Regions from separate parts of the Gossypium arboreum genome. Here regions 2 and 3 are each linked to region 1. A link is a contact called in public Hi-C data. All regions are on one chromosome and are shown on one strand. The core of a region is the stretch at or near the end of the contact, and the rest is flanking DNA. Distances in the headings are between cores, read along the strand shown.

Region 1 (3,816 bases), core at 120-2,619:
CTAAGTCCTAATACTTTTCATACTTTTGAAAGTTTGTCCTCCTACTATATTATATCATATATTAATAGTTTATATATATATATGCATAAATAATTAAATATTATAATATTATTTTATGTAATAGTAATGTAATATATTATAATATATTATATATATTATTTTATGTATTACCAATATACTAATTTAATATATCGTTTTAAGGTCAGTTAATTAATCAATTTCGGTTTCGTAATAGTTATATAATATATTATTATATTATCATTAAAGTTAAATTTTATAGGTTTTAATAATTATTAATTTTATAAATTTATTATACATGTATATTATAGTATTAAAAATATTTTATATTAAATTAATGTTTTTAAAATTTTATTTCACTTTATAATTTAACATAAACAATTATTATTAATTATTTTTCCTATTAACAAAATTTTAATATACATATGCAATGCTTTTGAATATATTTTAAAAAATAAAGAATTATTATTTATTTATAATTTAAATAATATTATAAAATTATATTAATTATTAATGCTTATTATGGTTGTTTAGTTATAAAGTTAGGCTTTTTTAGACTTTGAATCAAATTTATCTCAAGCTCAGGCTAGATCGATCTCGCCTCAAATCGTCTTAGATCATTCTCAACATAATTTAATAAATTTTCATTGAAACAATTAAATAAAATGTGCTATTAAAATATTCTATATTCTCTCGACCAAATTAATATTCTGGGGTTTTTATTTATTTTAAAATTTCCCGTGAGTAGAAAACTAATCAAATAAAAACTATATGCGAAAAGAAGAGTTGATGAATTATATAAAGAAATAATCAGTCTTTAATTACAAGACTAGCAGATCTCTTTAGTTATTAATTGGATTAAATAATGATGATAAAGGTGATGTGTAGATAATTAGGTGCTAAACAAGAAGAAAACCACTGTGACAAAGCTTTTTTTTTTTTTTTTTCCCTTCATATAATCAAATCAATCAACAAGATAAAACCTATATTGTCAGTCAACTTTGTTATTTTCCTTCAAATATTTATATATAATATTGATGGCTATATATATATATATTAGTTAATACACTATTGAAAATGAGTTTTTTTCATTAATTGATAGAATTTAAGATTATTTTATTTCATTAAAAGAATATAAAATAACTTAACAGCATCTTTTATTTTATTGTTTCAATTAAAAAATTCTTAAATTATGTTAGTGCACTGTCAGCAATTGAATATTATTTGATGATGGAATGATTAATTTGATCAATTTCTTTAACAGTAATGATCAAATTAAAAAAAAAGGAAATGACCAAAATAGGAATAAACTCCATTTTAGAGGGATTAACCGGTAGTTTACCCATGAATTTTCCCTTTCAATCATGACTTCAATCGCTTAAGGGGTTTTATATGCACTTTCTTCTGAAACTTTCAAAACCCAATAATTCCTTTCCTTTTTTTTTCCCGGTCGGAAATTACATTTTAAAGAAGGAACAAATCCAGTTGAATCTGATCTAAAAAAGTCATAGTGAAAAATTCCTTTTCCCTTTTTTAGTTTTGCATGAAATGAGGGTGAAGCCATTGTTTGTTATCATCTCGACACTTTCGTTATTCTTGGCCGTCGTTCTGATCTATCCTTCGCCGCCAGTTGCGCCTTCAAAGTCTTCGGACTCTACCAGGTTACTAATCCAGTCTCTCTCTACGGATCCCATTTTCACTGTATGTCATTAATTTAAGATAAATCTTCGTTGATTTGGGGAAAATTTCAGTGCCAAATCGGATATATGGAGTGTCCAGAGAATTGTGGAATGGAGACCATGCAAGTGGTGGCTTCAATCTCACTTAACTCGTTAGTATTTTCTATACCCGTCTATTGTTTGGCTTTTATTATTCATGCATTATTAGCTTTGTTGCCTTTTTTAATACATGTCTTAGCTTCCAGGGAGGAAGAAGAGGACTGAATTTTGGTATTTGGAAACGGGCTTTTTAAAAGTTTTTCATGTAAAAACTGGGGAAACATTGTATTTCGTTTTTATTATTATTAAAGTTTTTGAAGTTTATTGATTTGTTTGATGTAGATTTGATAGGTGTACATGGAAAGGGGTATAGTTAGGGAATTAAAGTTTTAGAAGGGTGGGAAGTGGGGTTTGGATTAGGTTAAAGGCCTTCTGTTTAGATTTTGACATTCTGAGTCAATCTTTTTTGTTCTTAAATGGCTATCATTGCAGACATTTGCATTGGTTTTTTTTTTGTTGTTGAATTCCTGCAGCTCTACCAGCCAAGAGTAATGGTTTTATCCGTGTCGATTGCTATGGTGGCCTCAATCAGATGAGAAGAGATGTGAGCGTATAGCTATTTTTAAATTTTTAAATAATTTCTAATATAAATTAATTTGGACTAAACATCAGATATTTTTCTTGGCGAGGGCAGTTCTGTGACGGCGTTGGTATTGCACGTTTACTAAATGCTACTTTGGTGTTGCCGAAGTTTGAGGTGGCTGCATATTGGAATGAATCAAGGTAAATTGTGCCTCTTGGAATTCATATATGCTACTCGTGATAACTCAAGGGTAGGTTTTTCTTGGCATTGCTACTAATAATAAAGTTTTTGATTTAGTTGTTGTCACAAGTTAATCAGTCACCAATTCAATTGAAAATTTTATTAAAACACCCCTACTTAAAAATTAAAAAAAAAAGTAAAAGTATACATAATTTAGTTAATTAAAAAAAGATAAATAACAAAATTTAAAACGTCACTAACAGTTAAAATACAAATCGCATTTTAAAAACCACCCACTAATCATAAAACGTAAAATGATAATTAAATACTTTTAACTATTTTTAAGACAAAACTCACTAAAAATTACTATTGTTCAAAATAAACTATCACTTTTCACATTTACAACTGTCTACACTTTTGTTCTCTTCAAGATATCTTTTTAAGTAATTTTGTCTAACTAAATTTAAACTGTTTAATCTTCCATAATTATGCCTTTTTTTTCTTATACATATTTTAAATAATTTTTAATTTTTTTTCTTTTTTGGCAAATAAAGTGAAATTTGAGGGATCCTGTAATTTCTAAATTACTTTGAAGAGTTTCACACATGTTAAGGCAGTAGAGATCTAGGTATTGTTAAACTTTATAGTGCTTGTAGTGAATACCCTATGATATAATTCTACTAATTGTAATTTTCTTATTGAAGTTAAGATTACACAGGAAAAAAAAGAAGAGCAAAATGAGAACCTACACAGCATCTGATTGACTGTAATATAATGGTAGTCATGGGGATTAGTGTTACTAGCCATGTCTTCCCATCCTCCAGACGCTTATGCTGGCTCTGTTCTATGTTGTTATCATCCATAATTTGCTTTTCCTTTGTCAAATTTATGTTTGTGGTTAGGTTTGATAAATTGCTTGTATTATTCTCTTTTGAGAATTTGTTGTTAGTTGCCAAGAGATGAACTTAGTAGTGGCTCACATGTTGCTTGACTTTGAGTTCCTGAACTGCTGAACTACTGAAATGGGGAAGAATTTAATTAAAGCTTTATTATTGAAGCTGGAGTGGACAAATGTTCTCGTTCAAGAAACCGAATTTTCTTTTTCAGGAAAATGAACCTATATCTAACTGTCCAATCATAAATTCTTTATGTAAATATTATGTGCTTCTAGAGTTCTATTGTTTCTTTGTCAAGGTTGCCAACACTTCCCTACCTGTTAGAAAGTTGAAATTCTCTTAAGATTCAAAGGATTAATAGAGAAAGAAGATAGAAAGTTTGAGAAAGAGAGATGAGTTCTATTGTTTCTTTGTCAAGGTT
Region 2 (4,041 bases), core at 1,039-3,538, 590 kb after region 1:
TATAATTTCTTCTTTAAATTAAGTTTTCACTATTTTTTTACAGAATAACGACGTATAAGAAGTTGTGTAAATTGTTTAATTGGTAGTTCCTATTTATAAAGAAAAAATACAATAGTTTTGTTTGAATAAGTCTTGATTAAATAATAATATTTTAATAGAAAATGCATCTTCTACTCTAAGTAGAAGTGCTAGAGGTGGTGACACCCTTCTATAATATATTAGTGTTGCCGCCCCTTATATATTATAAGGTCATGTTGGGCCTTTCTTATATTGGGTCCAATTATATGTGTTTCATGAATTTTTACCAACACTTATAATTTATCCAACCCAATATTTATTTTTATTACCCAAAATATACAAAAAAACACATTCAATATGGATAGTGATACATGCAATCTATTTCTCTTACTTCATTATTTTCATTCATTTCATATATTTTTTTGTTCCCCTAAGTATCCATTGAAGCAAACCCGATGACTAATCCTCCATGTTTAGTAGGCCCATTGAGGGGGTAAACACTGGCCACAAGTTTTAAAGATGCTCCATAAGTAATGTGATGATCGAAACATCGACCTCACTAAATAAGGTAGGGGAGACCCTTGCCATCTGACCTAACCCCCATGGTTATTCACTTCATATTATTGGTTTTATCTGCAATTCGTTTCTGGTTGTCTTGAGCTAGCGAAAAGACCGATTGAAAATATATAATTAAGGCTCAAATAATTTGTAATTAAGTTCCACATTTATGTCTATTTCTTACAACATTATTTAGTCACGAAGTCGTCCCACTAAAATATCATGACTAAGCTCTCCCTTATTATTTATAATTAGAAAAGCTACTCAATAAATACTCGTCCAATAACCTTGTCATAAGTGTGTTGCCTTCACATGATATCCTTAATCTCTTTTGAGATAAATCTGTTCTCTCAATATGATCCTATTTTATCTCATGGTAATCATTACATTTTTCTTAATGAAAAGTCAATTACTATCAAATAATGATCAAATAATTTATCACAAAGACAAATGACCGGTGGCCATTTCTACTTTTCATCTATCATGTAATGTCGATGAGAGGATATCATTTATCATTTATCGTTTATTAGGCTATGAATTCCACTGTCGTGGAATGATGCTACATACTATAAAAGTCGTATACACAATGTACTAACTTTCGGTTTAGAATTATTTACATCAAAGTGTATGAGTCACGCATATATAGTCTATCATCCATTTAAAATTAAGGTATGTCACACTATGAACATCACAAGTGAATGAATCCATAAACAAATCTAGGATCTATTCTATTTGGGTCCTATTTCATGTACTATCAATCCAATTGGTCACATCTATGTTTCTATCTTTTAGGAGTCATCCACTTTCGATACCTAAGACAATATATCTCTCCAATTGGACTTGATAGACGACATATTAGTCTTTTAATCGGTTTGTTCATTTCTAATTAAACTGACTACATGTTTACTACTAATGTAAGTTGTATTTCCGCATTATGATCTAACCACATAATACTTCTTAGTATTAGTTAAACGATAGATAATCATTAAGTCAATATTTACTTTCATTTTGCATTGTGTGCAAAAAATGTTAAGGACAATATACAAAATATATTAATAAAATTAATGGATATTTTATTAAACCAACTTGTTTAAAAAATACAAGTACATATAAACAAAAATACGACACTAAGGGTACTAGATCCCAATATGAATCCAATTGCCCCAAGACAACATACTACGAAGTTAGAGGTTCGAAATAAAAGATGCGTGTCTCGAGACATGGCTTCCCTATCTCGAGACACAATCCTCCCATTTGATAATTTGAGTTGGGATTCATATCTTGACTCCGTGTTTGACCTTGTATAACCTTAGGTCAATTTGAGTGAGCCCATTTGATCTTATTGTGAATGTGCATTTCATTCATATCATTTGAAATTTAAGATACATGGCATGTTTATTGATTTAATTATCAAGAAAATGAACAAAGTCGATTGAGTTACTTCGGCCATGAAATGTGACATTCCTCATTTGAATCTAGTGATAGAGTTGTCATTTATGTTGGATTCCCTCTTTTTAAAGAGGTTTAAAATATTGATGATGCCGCCGTTAAAATTTTTATCTTTCAAATAAACAAAAATAAAAAGTATTTTAGAATAATTATTGAAAAATCCCTAATTTTAGTAAAAGGTAAAAAAATATCACCCGAGTAATTTGTGAGTGGATTAAAGAAATTTTGATTGAGAGTGATTAATTCGATAAAAAAAATTAAAATGAAATCAATTCTATTCTAAGGTGATGTACAATATAATTTATCATTTGATGACCAGGAAAAGATATTAGTCTAATTCTCACACTCAGGACGTCCTGATAATCGTATTTCGTAGTTTCGAATACGAGGATGATGGGATTAAATAGGATAAAACTCAAAAATCCCAAAGTTCTTCATTTCTTTCGTTTTATTTTTCGTGTTTTATTAATGCTACCATTCAGTATTATATATTTGTTATCTGTCAGCTGATATTGCCACACACACACACACACAAAAAAAAAAAAAAAAAGAGTAGAAAATAATTTGGGCGCGGGGGGAAATGACTCTGGAGGAATTTTTGAAGCAGTGCCAGCAGTCAGGTGATGCTGCTTACGCTGCCTTCAAATCGCTTCTGGAGAAGCTTGAGGATCCCAAGACCCGCACTGAAGCCCGGGTCTTCCTTTCGGATCTTCAATCCCGGGTCGGTTCCTCCGATGATTGCTTCCACAGATACCATTTCCGGATACAGGACATTTACTTGGATCGGTATGAAGGTAAGAATATATAATTCAAGCAACAGAATCTAGCGATTGTAGTCTTTGGTTGGATTCTTTTTCTTTTTCGTTGCCTACAGGCCCACACATACACTGTACGGACACTAAATCCCATTGTATTCAGCAGTGGTTTCTGCTCCATCTGTTTTACTTATGGTTAACTTTCTTATAAATAGCCTGTGATATGCTTGTCGTGCTTCATAGTGAACATATTTTGCACTATGTTCAGGCTATCAGGGAAGGAAGAAACTGACAATGATGATGATCCCTAGCATTTTTATGCCAGAAGACTGGTCATTTACCTTTTATGAAGGACTCAATAGACACCCAGATTCCATTTTCAAGGAAAAGACAGTTGCTGAGCTTGGCTGTGGAAATGGATGGATAACTATAGCCATTGCTGAGAAATGGTTGCCTGCTAAGGTGTTTTTTCTTTTTGTACCCTATCATTTTCCTTATGCATGGACAATTTAGGTATTCAATCCGAGTTATGAATCTTTTTATGTGCCTGAATTAAACTCTGCAGGTTTATGGCCTTGATATAAATCCAAGAGCTGTGAAGGTTTCTTGCATAAACTTATACATGAATGCTTTTGATGAGAAAGGCCAACCGATATATGATGCAGAAAAGAAAACTTTACTGGATAGGGTGGAGTTTCATGAATCTGATCTGCTATCTTATTGTAGGGAACATGATATTAAACTTGAACGAATTGTTGGATGCATACCTCAGGTATTGTCACAGTTGTCAACTTATATGGTTTAATATAGTAAATAATGAAGTTACATGAAACCCCAGGCCCACAGTACTTCCTCTAATTTTTTTCTCCAGATTCTTAATCCAAATCCAGAGGCCATGTCCAAAATGATCACGGAAAATGCAAGCGAGGAATTTCTACACTCTTTGAGTAATTATTGTGCACTTCAGGTTGGATGACACCTTATTGGTTCCACACTAATTAATGTTTAGTGGGTTAGAATCTTAATAATGTGCTACAAGCCCAGATATCTGACTAAATGCTAATGGATAGTTGTGGTTATGATTAAGGTTCCTCTGGACTGTAAACTTTACTTATAACCAAGACATGTTGTCTGGTGCACTTCCAAAGAAATTTAGGGTTATTCCCTGCTCTTGTTGATTAAAAGAGTTGGAATAATGTGCTGACTTATTGTATGGTACCTTTGATTTAGAAATCTCCAGTGATTGGATCCTGTCAATTCA
Region 3 (4,160 bases), core at 6-2,505, 930 kb before region 1:
CTTACAAACAGATGGTGCTGTGTTTGTTGATGCAACAGATAAAGCTACGGCAACTGTGGATATTAATGAAATAGGTACCCTGTCTTCTATTCATCCCGAAGAACCAGAAGAAACCGATAATATTTATAGTATTGAGCCAACTGTTACAACTGAAGTTGTTGAAGATACAACTTCAGATGAAGGGTGGCAAGAAGCCAATTCGAAAGGTCGGTCAGGAAATGCCACTGGAAAGAAGTATGGAAGGAAGAAACCAGTTTTTGCAAAGCTAAAGGTGAATGGTTGTGAATATTCAAATGGTAGAGAGAGTGGGAGTAGGCGAGACATTATCTCACCAGCAGGAAAAACTGTCCCGAAGAACATTATAAAGGAAATGCAAACAGTAAAGCAATCTAAGTCTTCCAGCTTGAATCCTAGAGGGATTTCAATTGGTTTACCTGCTTCTGTTTCCAGAGGTTCCTCCCCTTCAGCAAATCTTAGTGCCATTGCTTCAAAATCACTTTCTTACAAAGAAGTAGCTGCGGCACCTCCAGGTACAGTTCTAAAGCCATTATTGGAACCAAGTGAGGGAAAAATGGAACAGTCAATGTGCGCCGAGACAGCAAATGTAGAGGATGGGAACAACATCTCTGTTGTCGATGATGTAGTGGATGACAATGATGAAACTGAAGGAACTCATGATACTGAAAGTCAGTCGGAAGAAACTGCTCCTGAAATTGATAAGGTGTCTTCTTGTAGTCAGGAAAAAGGTTTAGAAGCAAAAGGGAGTAAGCTATCGGCATCAGCTGAACCATTCAATCCCGGAGCACTCTATCACCCGTTAAACTCAGTTTCTGTTACATGTGTTTATGATGTAACAGCTAGTCAAGGCATGCTTGCTGAGCCTGTTGTACCTCCAGTTGCTGCTCGAGTTCCTTGCGGGCCAAGGTCGACATTGTTTTACACAAACAATAATTCTTACGGTAGCTTTCTTAGATACCAAACTCCTATTTTGGAACAAAATGGATTTGGATCTCCGAGAGTTATGAACCCTCATGCACCTGCGTTCGTTCCAAGCAAAATTTGGCAAATGACTGGAACTGGTGATTTGAGTGTCTCTGAAGAAGCTATGAACACAGAAGTGAAGGAAGTTGATAAGAAGTCGAGTAGGGAAGTTAACGGTTCTAATCCAAAAAAGAGCAGCGCGGAGGAGAAATCTGAGCTCGCAAGGCAGATTTTGCTTAGCTTCATTGTCCGGTCCGCCAAGCAGAACATGGATGGTGCATGTGAGGCTTTAATCAATGACAAAAGGCTCAACCATTCCCAAAACTCTTCGGATGCAGTTACAAGAGACACTGCAATAATAAAATTTCTATATGGGAATGAAGGAAAGGACTTGGATTCTCAATCCGGTAGCAATGAAGAACCAAAAGCGTTGGATGAAAATAAAAAGAAACCCGGAGATGGCGAAGGCTTTACAGTTGTAAAGAAACGGCGGAAAAACAGGCAGCAGCTTACTAATGTAGTCACTGGGCTATATAATCAGCAATCCATATGTGCTTCTGCAAGGTGAAGAAATAACCTGAGGAAAATAACAGTGTAAGTGTCATCATGTTCCATTTCCAGTTTTATTTATTATCATATCCTTGCTTCCATATTAACAAAGCAATTTGGAGTGAAGCCTGGTTCTTTAGTTCCTACTTAATTTTGAGAACAGCTTGGTATTATGCTAATAATCTCTGCAAATTGGTTCTCTTGTTTAGAGATTTTGTTTGATCAATAAAAAGGCCAATTCGTAATTTTCATACTTCAATTTTTCATTTTGGAGATTTTTGTAGTTTTATGGAAATACTGTGTCCGGCAATGAACAAATTTACAACATATATATGTTCCCATAACTGTTGTAGCTAATATTTAGATTTTAAAATTTTTATTTGAAATTGATGATTTTCATATTTATGATTTGAATTAAAATGTAAAAACCCCTTAAATTTAAAAAAAAAAAATTACGCTTTTGTGTTTTTTTCTTTTACACCTAATAATTTTCAAAATGCGTTAAAAAGCTAATCAAACTTTTTCAAAAAAAAAAAATAAGGCTTTTTTTGTCCTCATACAACCACAACGTGACATGCGGAAAAAATATAAAAAATAAAAATTAATAAAAGTAATAAAATTATTGATTTTAATAAAAATATAATTTTTTATAAAATTTAATAAAGTCATAAGAAAATTATAAAAATGTAAAGAAATATAAAATTTGTAAAAAATTATAAAAATTATTGTACTAAAAGAATCATTTTATAATTTTTCTATAACTTTATTTGAATTTTATTTTTTATCATTTTTCATCACATGTCATATTGTGTTGTGACACGTAATGGTTTTAATTGAAAAAAGCTGAAGGTATTTAAAGTGTTAAAGTTAATAGTTAAAGAGTTTTTTGAAGCATTTTATAATTTTATTATTTTATAAAATTTTACAATTTTTTATATTTTTACGATTTATATATATTTTCTAAATTTTAATAAAATTTAAATAATTTTATATTTTTATTAAAATTTAATAAATTTTATAACTTTTATTGATATTTATTTTTATATTTTTTGCATGTCACACCGTGATTATGACATGTTGTGGCTTTAATTGAAAAAATTAAGGACAATTAACTCTAATGGTTAATTGTTAAAGTACCAATTGAGTGCCAAAAAAAAAGTAGGGACTTAATTGCTTTTTTTGAAAAAGTTTGAGGGTTTTTTTATGCATTTTGACAGTTTAAGTACTCAATTGAGTGAAAAAAGTGGAGCTTAAATGCTTTTTTCGAAAAAAATTAAGGGCCTTTTTGATACATTTTGAAAACTCAAGTAACTGATTAAGTGTAAGAAAAAAAGAGAGAAGAGAGTTAATTTTTTTTTTTTTAAGTTTGAGAGCTTCTTATGATTTTTAGATTCTTTATTTTGGAATTAAAATATTTAAATTCTAAATTTAAATCCATTCAAATTCATTATTTGGATAATTCAAGTTTTATTTCAATTTTCATCTAATTTTAAGATTTTAACAACTTTTATAGAAATAAATATTTTCTATAAATTGTAAAAAAATACTACAATAAAGATAATATATATAAAATGAATCTCATGTCCAAGCATAAAACTCATCACCAAATTAAGATTTGAATTTTAAAGCACTTCAAAATTTTAAATTACTTGAATTACAAAATATATCTTTTGTAATTAATACTAATTCATGTTTTATTATAAATCTGATTTTAAAAAAATCTAAAATCTACAAAATATTATACGTACATATAAGTTTTCATTCTCATTGAGATAAAATAAATAGAGCAGAATAGGTTCATCTTTCATAACTAATACACTCCATGCTTTTTGTGAATGTTCCAATCATTAAGAAAAAGTTGTAAACCTCCATGATTCAATCACATCAAGAAAAATGCAACCAAAAAGCACTCTTGGCATGGATATGAATTTTACCTACCAACAAAAAATAATCTACAATCTTTTCACAAAGCTACAATAGTAAAGAACACGTATACAAAGCACAACATGTGAAATGATCAACCAACATTTATTCGGGTCAAGGAAAGTACATGAATCTTTCCAAACAAAGATAAGATGCAGGGCAATAGGGCAAAATTCAAAGCAAAAGTCATAATCTGTACCAACATAACAAAAATATAGATTGAACACAATAAATAAAACGCAGCAACCACCCCCACAATTATTTAATCATTTCGTATAAATCTAATTTGATTTATATCCCTAAAATTATAGGCTTCTAAAAACAACTTAAAAATTTGTTTGTCTTAGTTCTGGGAAGAGTTGTCGGCACAACGAATAACACAACTACAATAAAATAGCAATATAAGAAATGTTTATGCTATTTGGATTTAATTTACTTCTGTGGAGCTTTGTTTAGTGAACCAAACCACTAAAATCTTTATAGTACAAAGAATAATGACTTGAGCCCAACCCATTTCACTAAGTTGCAGCCTCACCTTGTATGATCTAGTTTGATTCGTACACTTTGCTCTCTCAATCACTTAGTAAGTGCTTTTCATAATTATCTGATAATGATAGAAGAACTCTTACATATTAATTCCCAATATGAACAATATTTTCTCTCAAAATATTATGCCTAATCTCTATATCAAACCATTCAACCATAAC

What was found. A called contact is a pair of places that touch in the nucleus more often than the background predicts.
Region 2: a contact with region 1 is called in a Hi-C map of leaf, with 3 times the contacts expected there. The contact joins the promoter of LOC108486208 here to the promoter of LOC108486676 in region 1. A contact is called at or near these places in 2 of 5 Hi-C or Micro-C datasets (both in leaf).
Region 3: a contact with region 1 is called in a Hi-C map of leaf, with 3 times the contacts expected there. The contact joins the enhancer-like site here to the promoter of LOC108486676 in region 1. A contact is called at or near these places in 2 of 5 Hi-C or Micro-C datasets (both in leaf).

What each region holds. Positions count from the first base shown.
Region 1 is chr6:66,949,849-66,953,664 of ASM2569848v2, reverse strand. It overlaps LOC108486676 (O-fucosyltransferase 13), which reads left to right and starts at 1,369. Exons shown (of 6, transcript XM_017790849.2): 1 at 1,369-1,679; 2 at 1,770-1,849; 3 at 2,270-2,340; 4 at 2,431-2,519. The coding sequence starts at 1,567.
Region 2 is chr6:66,359,771-66,363,811 of ASM2569848v2, reverse strand. LOC108486208 (methionine S-methyltransferase-like) reads left to right here and starts at 2,288. Exons shown (of 11, transcript XM_017790114.2): 1 at 2,288-2,819; 2 at 3,049-3,242; 3 at 3,346-3,552. The coding sequence starts at 2,606.
Region 3 is chr6:67,880,491-67,884,650 of ASM2569848v2, reverse strand. LOC108486087 (protein REDUCED CHLOROPLAST COVERAGE 3) reads left to right here. Exons shown (of 23, transcript XM_053030101.1): 23 at 1-1,775. The coding sequence ends at 1,549. Among protein-coding and RNA genes, the nearest start is that of LOC128294142, 16 kb to the left of the region's middle. Within about 2 kb of position 1,255, at least 1 of the 2 cell types and tissues checked has an H3K27ac peak or open chromatin away from gene starts, as enhancers often do. A contact at or near this core is called in leaf, where this site is marked.